Linked DNA regions of Sus scrofa: region 1 is linked to region 2. The links are chromatin contacts, called in public HiChIP or PLAC-seq maps. All regions are on one chromosome and are shown on one strand. The core of a region is the stretch at or near the end of the contact, and the rest is flanking DNA. Distances in the headings are between cores, read along the strand shown.

Region 1 (4,675 bases), core at 929-3,428, 240 kb after region 2:
TTCTTAGCTGGAGACTGTAGGGTTTTGGGGGGTTGTTTGGTTGTTGTTGTTGTTTTGCTTTTTAGAGCCTCACCCACAGGATATAGAAGTTCCCAGGCTGGGGGTCGAATCGGAGCTGCAGCTGCCAGTATACACCACAACCACAGCAATGAAGGATCCGAGCTGTTCCTGTGACCTACACCACAGCTCACGGCAATGCCGGATCCTTAACCCACTGAGAGAAGCCAGGGATCGAACCTCATCCTCATGGGTACTAGTCAGGTTCATTACCACTGAGCCACAATGGGAACTCCTGGGGACCGTAGCTTTAAGTGATAGAATCAACGCTAAGGATATTAGGGTGCTCACATGTCTCCCAGAGTTCAGTTAGCCAGGCTCAATATCCAACCACATTGTGAAGGCTGTTCTAGGAAAAATGCCTCTGTCGCCACCTCTTGAGAACCATCCCACAGCCCACACAACTGTCTCAGCAGGTACCAGTAACAACCTGGCACTGGCTAAGCTCTCCCATAGCTGCAGTTAAGCACTAGATGCCTCCACCACCATATTTGCCAAAAGATGGATTCTGTGCACAGCTACTTTCTCACATGGCCGCCTTCAGAATTGCCATTTTGAGTGAGTGCTCTGTGCCCTAGCAACAAGGAAGGCTGAGAATGTGTGTCCTGGCTTACACCATGGGGAAGCTCAACTCAGTTTGGAAAACTTTCCAAATACGCAGGAAGAGTGTTCAAAAGATATTGGAGCAACAACCAACGTGAAAAATTTCTCTACTCTTTGAAGCAACAGGCCACACTTTCAAGACATCCTACTAAATGGAACATAATGATTGAGACACAGGCTTTGCAGGAGTTCCCGTTGTGGCGCAGAGGAAAAGAATCCAACTAGGAACCAAGAGGCTGTGGGTTTGATCCCTGGCCTCGCTCAGTGGGTTAAGGATTCGGCATTGCCAAGAGCTATGGTATAGGTCACAGACGCCGCTCTGATCTTGTGTTGCTGTGGCTGTGGTGTAGGCCAGCAGCTGTAGCTCCGATTCGACCCCTAGCCTGGGAACCTCCATATGCCACGGTTGTGGCCTTAAAAGGATTAAAAAAAGAAAGACACAAGTTTTGCAATTCGATGAAATTGGGTTCCAGTTCTGGCTTTGCCTCTTATTAACTGAAAGATGGAACAAGCCACCCCCTGTGAGACATCATCCTCTCAACATGGGTAGACACATTAATACCATTCACCTCACAGGTTGGTGATAAGGATAAAATGAGGGAAATAAACTCATTTAGTGGTGGAGCTTCCATTCCCACAAGACAAACACTCATCTCATTAAAAATATTATTACTATCCATATTTTTATCTCTTTAAAGTCTTTTAGTTACAACCAAGTGGAGGATTTTTAAAAAAGAATATTTTTTCTTTAGCGTTGTCTTTTTCACATAAGACTATTTTTCCCCCTCATGATTATTTCACTAACAACATTATTGCAAAAGGTGTGCAAGCATTCTTAAGTTTTTTCTCTAGTATTTTTTTTCTGATTCCATTGCAAAAAGAAATTTAGAAATTCTAGAAAAGTGGAAATAAAACTCCTCAAAATTCCTCTATCTAGAGTTAGCCACTGTTAAAGGTATGCTGTGTATTTGTCTGTTGGGAAGTTGTTTTGGGGTGGTTTTTTTTTTTTTTTTTTTTTTTTGGCCATGCGCATGGCATGTGGAAGTTCATGGGCCAGGGATCAAACCCGCAGCATAGCAGTGACTCCGGGTGCTGCAGTGGCAATGCCAGATCCTTAACCCACTGTGCCGCAAGGGAACTCCAGGAAGTGTTTTATCAAGTACCAAAGTCACAGATTTGTGGACCACTGGCCATGTGGCTTGAGTTCCCCTTGATTCCCAGTAGTTGCTACAGGCCCACCGGCCACATCCTCCTGGCCACCTTCATCTGTGTTTTCTCCAGCTTCACATTGGAGAGGAAAGGTCACTTGAAACCTTTGTTGCCAGGTTGCAAGTTCTGTTTTATTTATTAATATTGTGTTCAGAGGCTCCAGGTTTTATGTGTCAACCCCGTGTTTTTGAACAGGGGAAGTAGAGGATGCCGGGAAATATTATTTGGCTCCATGGGAGCTTTTGAGAGAGTGAGAGGGGAAGAAAATTACTCTTTTATTGTGAGGTTTGCCAAATGATCTCTGAGAAGCTGTGATATCATTCAGAGGCTGTGCCAAGCTGGGTGGAAACGGCTCATCTTGGCAGACATCTAGAGAGTGTATAATTCCTCAGGGTTGGTACGGGCCTTTATCAGAAATAGTTCCATAGGCAGTATTTACATAACTGTGGTGGAGTGTGAGAATAAACACAGCTGTGGCATTGCCCTAAATATTTCTATTCAGCAGGGAATTAAAAGAGAACTTTATCGCTGAACTACAGATAAACACAATTCATCAAGCAGTGGTCAGTTCAACGGGGGAGGAAAACAGGAGTTATAAAAGACTGGTCTGCTGAAAATAGCTCCAATCAGCTAGCCTGACTTTATTGCTCCTTCTCTCCTTCCTTCCCTCCTTCCCTCCCTCCTCTTGCCCAGTTCTAGAAATTCAGGACTCATTAGCTCTCAAAGAAGTTGTCTAGATGTTTTTTCTTTTTTCCACCAAGCAGGAAGCAGAAACCACTTTGAGTTATTGAGTGTAGACCTACTGTGGGCCAGCATGCTTCCAGGTATTTTATGTATATCGCTCATTTCAGAAGGGTTCCCTTTTTCTTTCTGGGCTATAGAATTAAATGTGAATAGAAGTTAGATTATTTTGCCGAGGAGAACATTCTTTAGTAGCAATGTGTGTTGAAATGGAAGCACGACTGCCATACTTCTGAGTCATCTGCATCTTACAGGTTCCTTTAAGTATCTGTTTGTTTGTTTGTTTACTTTGCTTTTTAGGGCCACACCCATGGCATAAGGAAGTCCAGACCATGGGTCAAATCAGAGCTACATCTGACGGCCTACACCACAGCCATAGCAGCTCAGGATCCCAGCCACATCTTCGACCTACCCCACAGCTCAAGGCAATGCTGGATCCTTAACCCACAGAGTGAGGCCAGGGATCGAACCCGCATCCTCATGGATCCTAGTCAGGTTCATTACTGCTGAGCCATGATGGAAACTCCAGCATCCGTATATTTTAAACACCAGCATGGTCCTCATTCATCTGTGCACAGGAAGATAGTTCCATGGTGAGTGAGTTTTCTAGGAAGGACGTAACAAAATGGGCACACGCTGGAAAGCTGAAAACAGCAGATAGGTAGGTATTCTCTTTTAGCCGTGGAGGCAAGAAGGGTGAAATCAAGGAAATGGCAGAGTTGATTCCGTCCCGAGGCCGTAAAGCAGAAACCATTCCAGGCCATCCTTGGCCTGGGAGACATCACTGCAGTCTGCCTGCGTCCTCCCCATGCCTTCTCCTCTGTGTTTGTCTGTTCTGATGACCCTCTCATTGGATTTAGGACCCATCCTCATCCAGGGGTAGATTATCATCATCCTTCCTTTGATGAATTCTGCAGAAATTCTGTTTTCAAATGAGTCACATTTTGAGTTTCTGGGTAGATGTGAATTGGAGGAGATATGATTCAACATTTGACACATATTGAGCTTCTTAAAGGACAGGAAACATGTGCTCTACTTGCCTCTAGGGCACCCAACACATGCTGAACACTGCGAGTGTCTGGAATACTCACACATACTCACAGCGTAGTTTGACGGGCATGTGTAAAGAAATCACTGCATATTCCCAACTCCATTTTGTAACCCGAGAAATGTACTGGGGATGTTCTGTTTTAATAGGAATGACTGTGTTTTCACTAATAGTGTAGCTAAGAGAAAGCTAACTTGCTTAGATGTACCTGTATGTCAAGATAATATATAAGCCCTGTACCCACTAATAAAGTTCCTTCTCCCAGTAACCGAACCAGCAACAGAGTCTTAAAATATGCCAGAAGCTTAACGGACAATGACTAACATCAGGATTTATAAGTCTCAAAGCGCATTCACAGTTATTATCTCATTTGATTCGCTAGTAACCCCATAAAGGTTATTATCATCATCACCTTCATTACAATCATCATTAGCACTTTCTTCAACATCATCATCATCCCTATTTTATAGAAAATGAAGAAACTCGAAGCTCGTAGAAACTGTGACCTATTTGTGATCAGTGTATATGAGTCAGGACTTTTAGTTGTATTTGAAAACAACCCAGGTTTTGTTTGTTTGTTTGTTTGTTTGTTTGTTTGTCTTTTCCCAAGGCATATGGAGGTTCCCAGGCTAGGGGTCTAATCGGAGCTATAGCAGCCAGCCTACGCCAGAGCCACAGCAACACAGGATCCAAGCTACGTCTGTGACCGGCAACGCCAGATCCTTAGCCCACTGAAGGAGGCCAGGGATTGAACCCGAAACCTCATGGTTCCTAGTCAGATTCGTTAACCACTGAGCCATGATGGGAACTCCAACAACCCAATTCTAACTGGCTTATGCAAAAGGGGAACATGGAAGGAAATACAAGGCTATGCTGGGTGTCAGGTACAGCTGGATCCAGGTCTCTCATCTCTCAGCTCTGCTTTCCTCTATATTGGCTTCATTTGCTGGAAGTCCTGTCTTCCTCATAGCAAGGTGGTCATGAGTAGATCCATGATTATAACTGTTCCCTCTGTGA
Region 2 (5,377 bases), core at 2,191-4,690:
TTTCTGTTCAATTATCATCTGGCCTCACCAAGAAGACCAGAAATTTCACCATCCTCAATCTATTAACATAGCAATAATTAAACTATGATTTATCCACTCTGCCCAACCTTATGATTTGAAACCTACACCTTATGGGCACCTATCCTTGCCTCAAAGTCCCCCCAACACACAGTGCCAAATCTCTAACAATGCTCTCCTAAAAATACTACAAAAACCTATATGAAATTAATTGAAGCACCCAATGGGACTCTACATTATGAATCTTAATCCACTTAAATGTCCTGTCTCTATCCTCAAAGCTTTATGGCCGAAGGATACCCTATCTAAAAGGAGTTCATAAATTCTAAAGTGCCTACCACAAACCCAGTCACTCATCCAGGGAAGTGGTCCCAAGTGGCCTTCCTTGCCAGAGTTGTCATTAATGTTAACAAGGTGTAGTTACCCATCACCCTTGTCATTGCTGATGAGACTGTCCAGGAAAGGATGAACTCAAGGGACTGTACGTGGTCTGGGTACCTCTGGAGTAGCTATTGTGAACCGCATGAAAAAGATAAGCTTTCTATCAAATGGTGCCAAGACAACCTCATCATATACTCTCCTTAGAAAATATGTGTTTAAATGTTTAAATGTGTTTAAATGTGTGAGAAATAAGTTTGGTTTTTTGTTGTTGTTGTTTGTTTGTTTTGTCTTTTTAGGGCCACACCTATGGCATATGGAAGTTCCCAAGCTAGGAAGTCAAATCAGAGCTGTAGCTGCCAACCCACACTATAGCCACAGCAAGTCCAGACCCAAGGCACATTTGTGACTATGCAGCTTGCAGCAATGCTGGATCCTCAACCTACTAAGCGAGGGCAGGGATTAAACCTGAATCCTCATACATGCTAGTCAGGTTCTTAACCCGCTGAGCCACAAAGGAAGCTCCTGTTTTCTTCGTTTGTTTTAATTTCTCAACTTTATTCCTATTGCAAGTTCCCATATTACGGGGGGGGGGGGGGCTAACCTTAAGGAATTGAGGAGTCTCTCTCTTAACTCTAATTTGAAGGAACTTTAGGGAGTGCTACTGTATCACTGCGGTGAGAGCATCTGATTTGATTTATTATTTAACCTCACAGGCATCGATTGAGCTGTTTCCCCTCTTTGGTCTCCCTCCCTGTCTTCAGTCATTGATTCATTCACGTTAGGAATCCATCATCTCCATTCTTGATCACAGACTTTTTCCTGGCTAATGTCCCAATCACTCATGGTCATTCTTTGTACCTATGCCAGACAGTACAAGGAAACTCAGTAGGGCTCTTTATAGCTCTTTCCTCCTTTGCATTTTCACAAATCTCTGGGATAATCTGTTCATGCACATCTTTTTAGATTCTCTTGGAAGGCCCAGACTTTTGAAATACAAATATCAAGAAAGACTCTTTGTTTCTCCTTCTGACGTGCCATCATTTTCTTGAGACATTGAGCTCAGAACCTCTTTTCTTACCTAAGAGCAGAAAGAAATCCTATGAATGAAAACATTTAAATGGACATTCCAAAAAGCATTAGTCTTCTGCAAGACTAAGATGAGGACAGACAAAAAGATGGAAATATCACTCAAACTCAATGGCTGTCCCAAAGGAGAATATAGGAAGCCTTCTGGCTACTATTACTATCATTTTGTAGGTGAACAAACTAAGATTGAGAGGTTAAGTCACACGTTCAAAGTCACACGTTCAAAGTCACCTACCTAGTCAATAGTAGAACCAGGACTTGAGCCAAAAAAATATGACCCCAGAGTAATACTCTTAACTACTTTTGTGATAAGGAAAGGATACAGGAAGGAAAACCATAATGAACTCAGGTTATAAAGAAATAGAAAATCTATAGTGCCACAAAAGTGTGTAATGAGGGCCAGGGGAGAATGCGGGGCTCTGGTCTAATTTGAAGTTTAAGAATAGATCTCCCTCAAGGAAATATATCTGATCATTTGTGACGGAATATGATGGAGGATAATGTGAAAAAAAGAATGTATATAAATATAAGTATATATATATATGTATATATATATAAATAACTGGGTTACTTTGCTGTATATCAGAAATTAACAGAATGTTGTAAATCAACTATTATTTTAAAAATTTTAAAAAAAGAATAGATCTCCCTGAAGAAGTGACCGTTGGGCTAGGATTTGAAAGTCCTCATAGGGGCTAACTAGTCATTGGGAAGAAAGAATAGCACATGAAAAGGCCCTGAGGCAGTACAATCACAGCCTTGTATCAACCTGAAAGAAGGCCGGGATGTTTCTAGGGAGATAGATGAGTGATGAGGCTAGAAAAGGAAGCAGAAGTCACTTCTGGCTGGACTTTGTAAATTGTCTTAATGAATTTTACTAGCAATGGCCATCTCATCAGAAGAGCCTCAAGTCCTGAGCTTATATTATCTATTCAGGCCTTTTTCCTGAATGATCCAACATGACTATGGTATAGAATCTGATTGGTTCAACTTGGCAGAGGTATTTCTGGCTTATCCAATCAGCAAGAGGGGCAGGATCACATGTTCATCAGAGGCAATTGTTGTGAGGAAGAATGGTTGTTCTTCTACAAACGAATATATGTATGAGGCCACAGGCTGTGGCATTGATCAGCATCTCTGAAATTACAGGATTCCCAGACATACTCAGGTTTACCTTGTACAGTCGGTTGTATTGTAAAGATACAACAGGACAGTATGAAAAATCTGTTGATCATTCAGAAAACAGCATTAGCTCTAGTCATCCACTGTACACAGCAAAAGCGCTAGCCACTCCATCATGTGATCGGCCTCTCAGCAGCAGGCACCCAGTTTGAATGCTCTGTGAATATGGTTTCTTGGTGAGTCTCCGGATATGCTTCTTCTCCTCCTGTTACTATGACTTAACTCTCTCTTTCTTCTGATCCAGTTCCAGGAGAGCAAGAATCTGATTGAGCTAAACAGTGACCTTCCAGTACTGGGCTTCCCACCAGTCCTTTCTGGGGGAAGCTAAAGAGAACTCCATCGCCCCAGGGCCATTTCCTCTCCAGTCAGCAGGGGGCAGGAGGCGGCACAGTGGTGCTGCAAGTGAAGCAGGAAACCTTTGTGCAGGGTGCTGATTGCAACATGGAGACTGGAACCAGCCACAGATAGGTTTGCTTTGATTTGCACAGTTTTGACTCATGCAGTTTTGTTTTCAATTTAATGTTCAACCGACATTTTTAAATAGAATGTTTTCATATTAAAAACCCAGATTTCCAGCCACCCTTAAAAAATTGGAGTGTCAGAAAACACTAACGGTCAACCAATACTGAGTACTGAGTGACCTGTTTAAAGTCCCAGAAGCTGTCAGTTCAACACAGTCCTGAAATCTCCCTGCTGTCAAACTAGCTTCACTCATTTATTCACAGGCCTGACCCTTGTAGGCATCCGAGTCGGCAAACACTGAAGTAAGTAGTTGTGTAAGCTTTTCTCAGAAGGGAGTTCATGGTGAGGCACATAAAGGGTCACTGACTACAGGACTGTTATAATTTCAAGTTCAGAAACCATGCCTAGTATCATTTCATTGCTGCTGGCAACCCCTGAAACAGTTTTTGAGTTAGCCTCTGAACGTAGTTAGCTGGGCTTCCTGCCAATAGCTGCCTATAAGGCAAGTGAACTTTTATTCTGCTATGCTAGCCTAACCGCACTTGACCTGAGTGTTCTAAAAAGGATAAGAATATGGAATTCCCTCGGGCCTCACTTGTTAAGGATCTGGCACTGTCATTGCTGTGGCTTTGGGTACAGCTGTGGCACGGGTTCAATCCCTGGCCCAGGAACTTCTGCATGCCACAAGTGTAGCCAAATTAAAAAAAAAAAAAAAAAAAAAAAGGATAGAGGAGCAGCTCCTAGACATTGGAGCAATCTCATTCCACATCTTAGGTCATCCTGCTCTACCCGAATAATGCCTGTTACAAAATGCAGTAACAATAGGGTCTCCTTGCCAAGCTATGTGCTTCTTCTGGTTATCAGATGGCCCAAAGGGATGGATAATTCATTCTGGTAAAATTGGGCACTTACATGTTAACTTAGCACGTTCAGGCTTGGTCTGAAGAAGAGATGCTGCAATTTGCAGTGAAAACACATCTTACAGGCCAAATTGGTAGCCACCTACTTGCCAACCACATGACCTTGAGCAAGTCACTTAATCTTTTTCCACCTCGGTTTCTTGATCCACAAAACATAGCTAATAATACGTACCTCAGTGAATATTCTGAGGAGAGAGGCAGTGATAGGTGTACACTTTCTTCTTCACCCATGTAGGATACCAAATAATGTCAAACCTAGCTATTTGAATATTTGAATGAAATTAAACCTCTCCAGCTCCAGCTCCAGCCCCCTCTTTGTCATCTTCAGAAGTTTCTTCTGGCCTCTTTCAGGCTACCACTCTCCTGCAGGCCTTCCCCAGGTCAAATATTTAGCCGCGATTTTGCAGAGAGGAGAGCCATTTAGTCCCACGGTGGCTGCACACTTTCAATGCAGCTGCAGCTGCCTCTATTTCAGAGTAAAAGCCATCAGGCACCCTTGGCTCATTCACTACCCAAGCATCCTGCTGTGCTACCGCATGCCCCCCTGGCCACCAAAGCCATGAGCCCAAGAAGAGTCCGGGCTCAATGCAGCTGCTGTGGTCAGCTGCCACTTGCGCGGTAAGAGCCACTGTGAATGTAGGAGGGGTCTTTCCCCTGGGGCATAGGCTGTTATAGAAGCTTCATCTGCCCATCCCGCCTCTTGGGTCAGTGTCCATATGGTGACATTTGGACTACCTGGCTGCTTTCACCACTTTCCCAAAGCGTACGTGCAATCCAGCCTGCATGGCCAAGCTGGACAGTGTTTCAGACCCCATAGCACACTGTGCCAGAGCCATTCTCGCTCACGACTTCTTTAATGCCCTGGGTCCTTAGGGGTAGAGAAAGACCCTCCCTCTCACATTCTCCAGCCCAGCTCCTACAACTGGATGGCTTTGTTTCATCCATGGGAAAAGCCAAGTGGATGAATGTCCTGGGCCAGCACAGAGTGGGTGCTCCTCTTTCCCTTTTGCTACTATTCTAAAATTTATTCATGAACATATACTATCTTCCTGATTAAAAATTACTATCTTTTGGAGTTCCCTGTTTGCCTAGTTATTAAGGATCTGGTGTTGTCACTGCTGTGGCGCAGGTTTGATCCCTGGCCCATGAAATTCTGAACACCACAGGTTCCCCCCCAAAAACATTACTAATTAATGTCTAATTGAGGCTTTCTTCATTTTGTTCTTAGAAACAAGCAACAGAGCATTTAAGAGGAAATATATAGCTGTCCCAAGCATGTTGTGTCTGAAACAACTACCTCAGGATTTGGATAAGTAGGAGGAAATCTA

Evidence for each region. HiChIP or PLAC-seq counts read pairs in DNA pulled down with a chosen protein or histone mark.
Region 1: a contact with region 2 is called in an H3K27ac HiChIP or PLAC-seq map of skeletal muscle. The contact joins two enhancer-like sites. A contact is called at or near these places in 1 of 47 Hi-C or Micro-C datasets (liver) and 1 of 2 datasets of contacts at active chromatin or transcription factors (skeletal muscle).

Annotation. Positions count from the first base shown.
Region 1 is chr4:18,431,248-18,435,922 of Sscrofa11.1, forward strand. All of the region lies in intron 3 of SNTB1 (beta-1-syntrophin), which reads left to right. Among named protein-coding and RNA genes, the nearest start is that of SNTB1, 140 kb to the left of the region's middle. Within about 2 kb of position 2,179, at least 17 of the 83 cell types and tissues checked have an H3K27ac peak or open chromatin away from gene starts, as enhancers often do. A contact at or near this core is called in skeletal muscle, where this site is marked.
Region 2 is chr4:18,193,846-18,199,222 of Sscrofa11.1, forward strand. No RefSeq gene overlaps it. Among named protein-coding and RNA genes, the nearest start is that of SNTB1, 92 kb to the right of the region's middle. Within about 2 kb of position 3,441, at least 13 of the 83 cell types and tissues checked have an H3K27ac peak or open chromatin away from gene starts, as enhancers often do. A contact at or near this core is called in skeletal muscle, where this site is marked.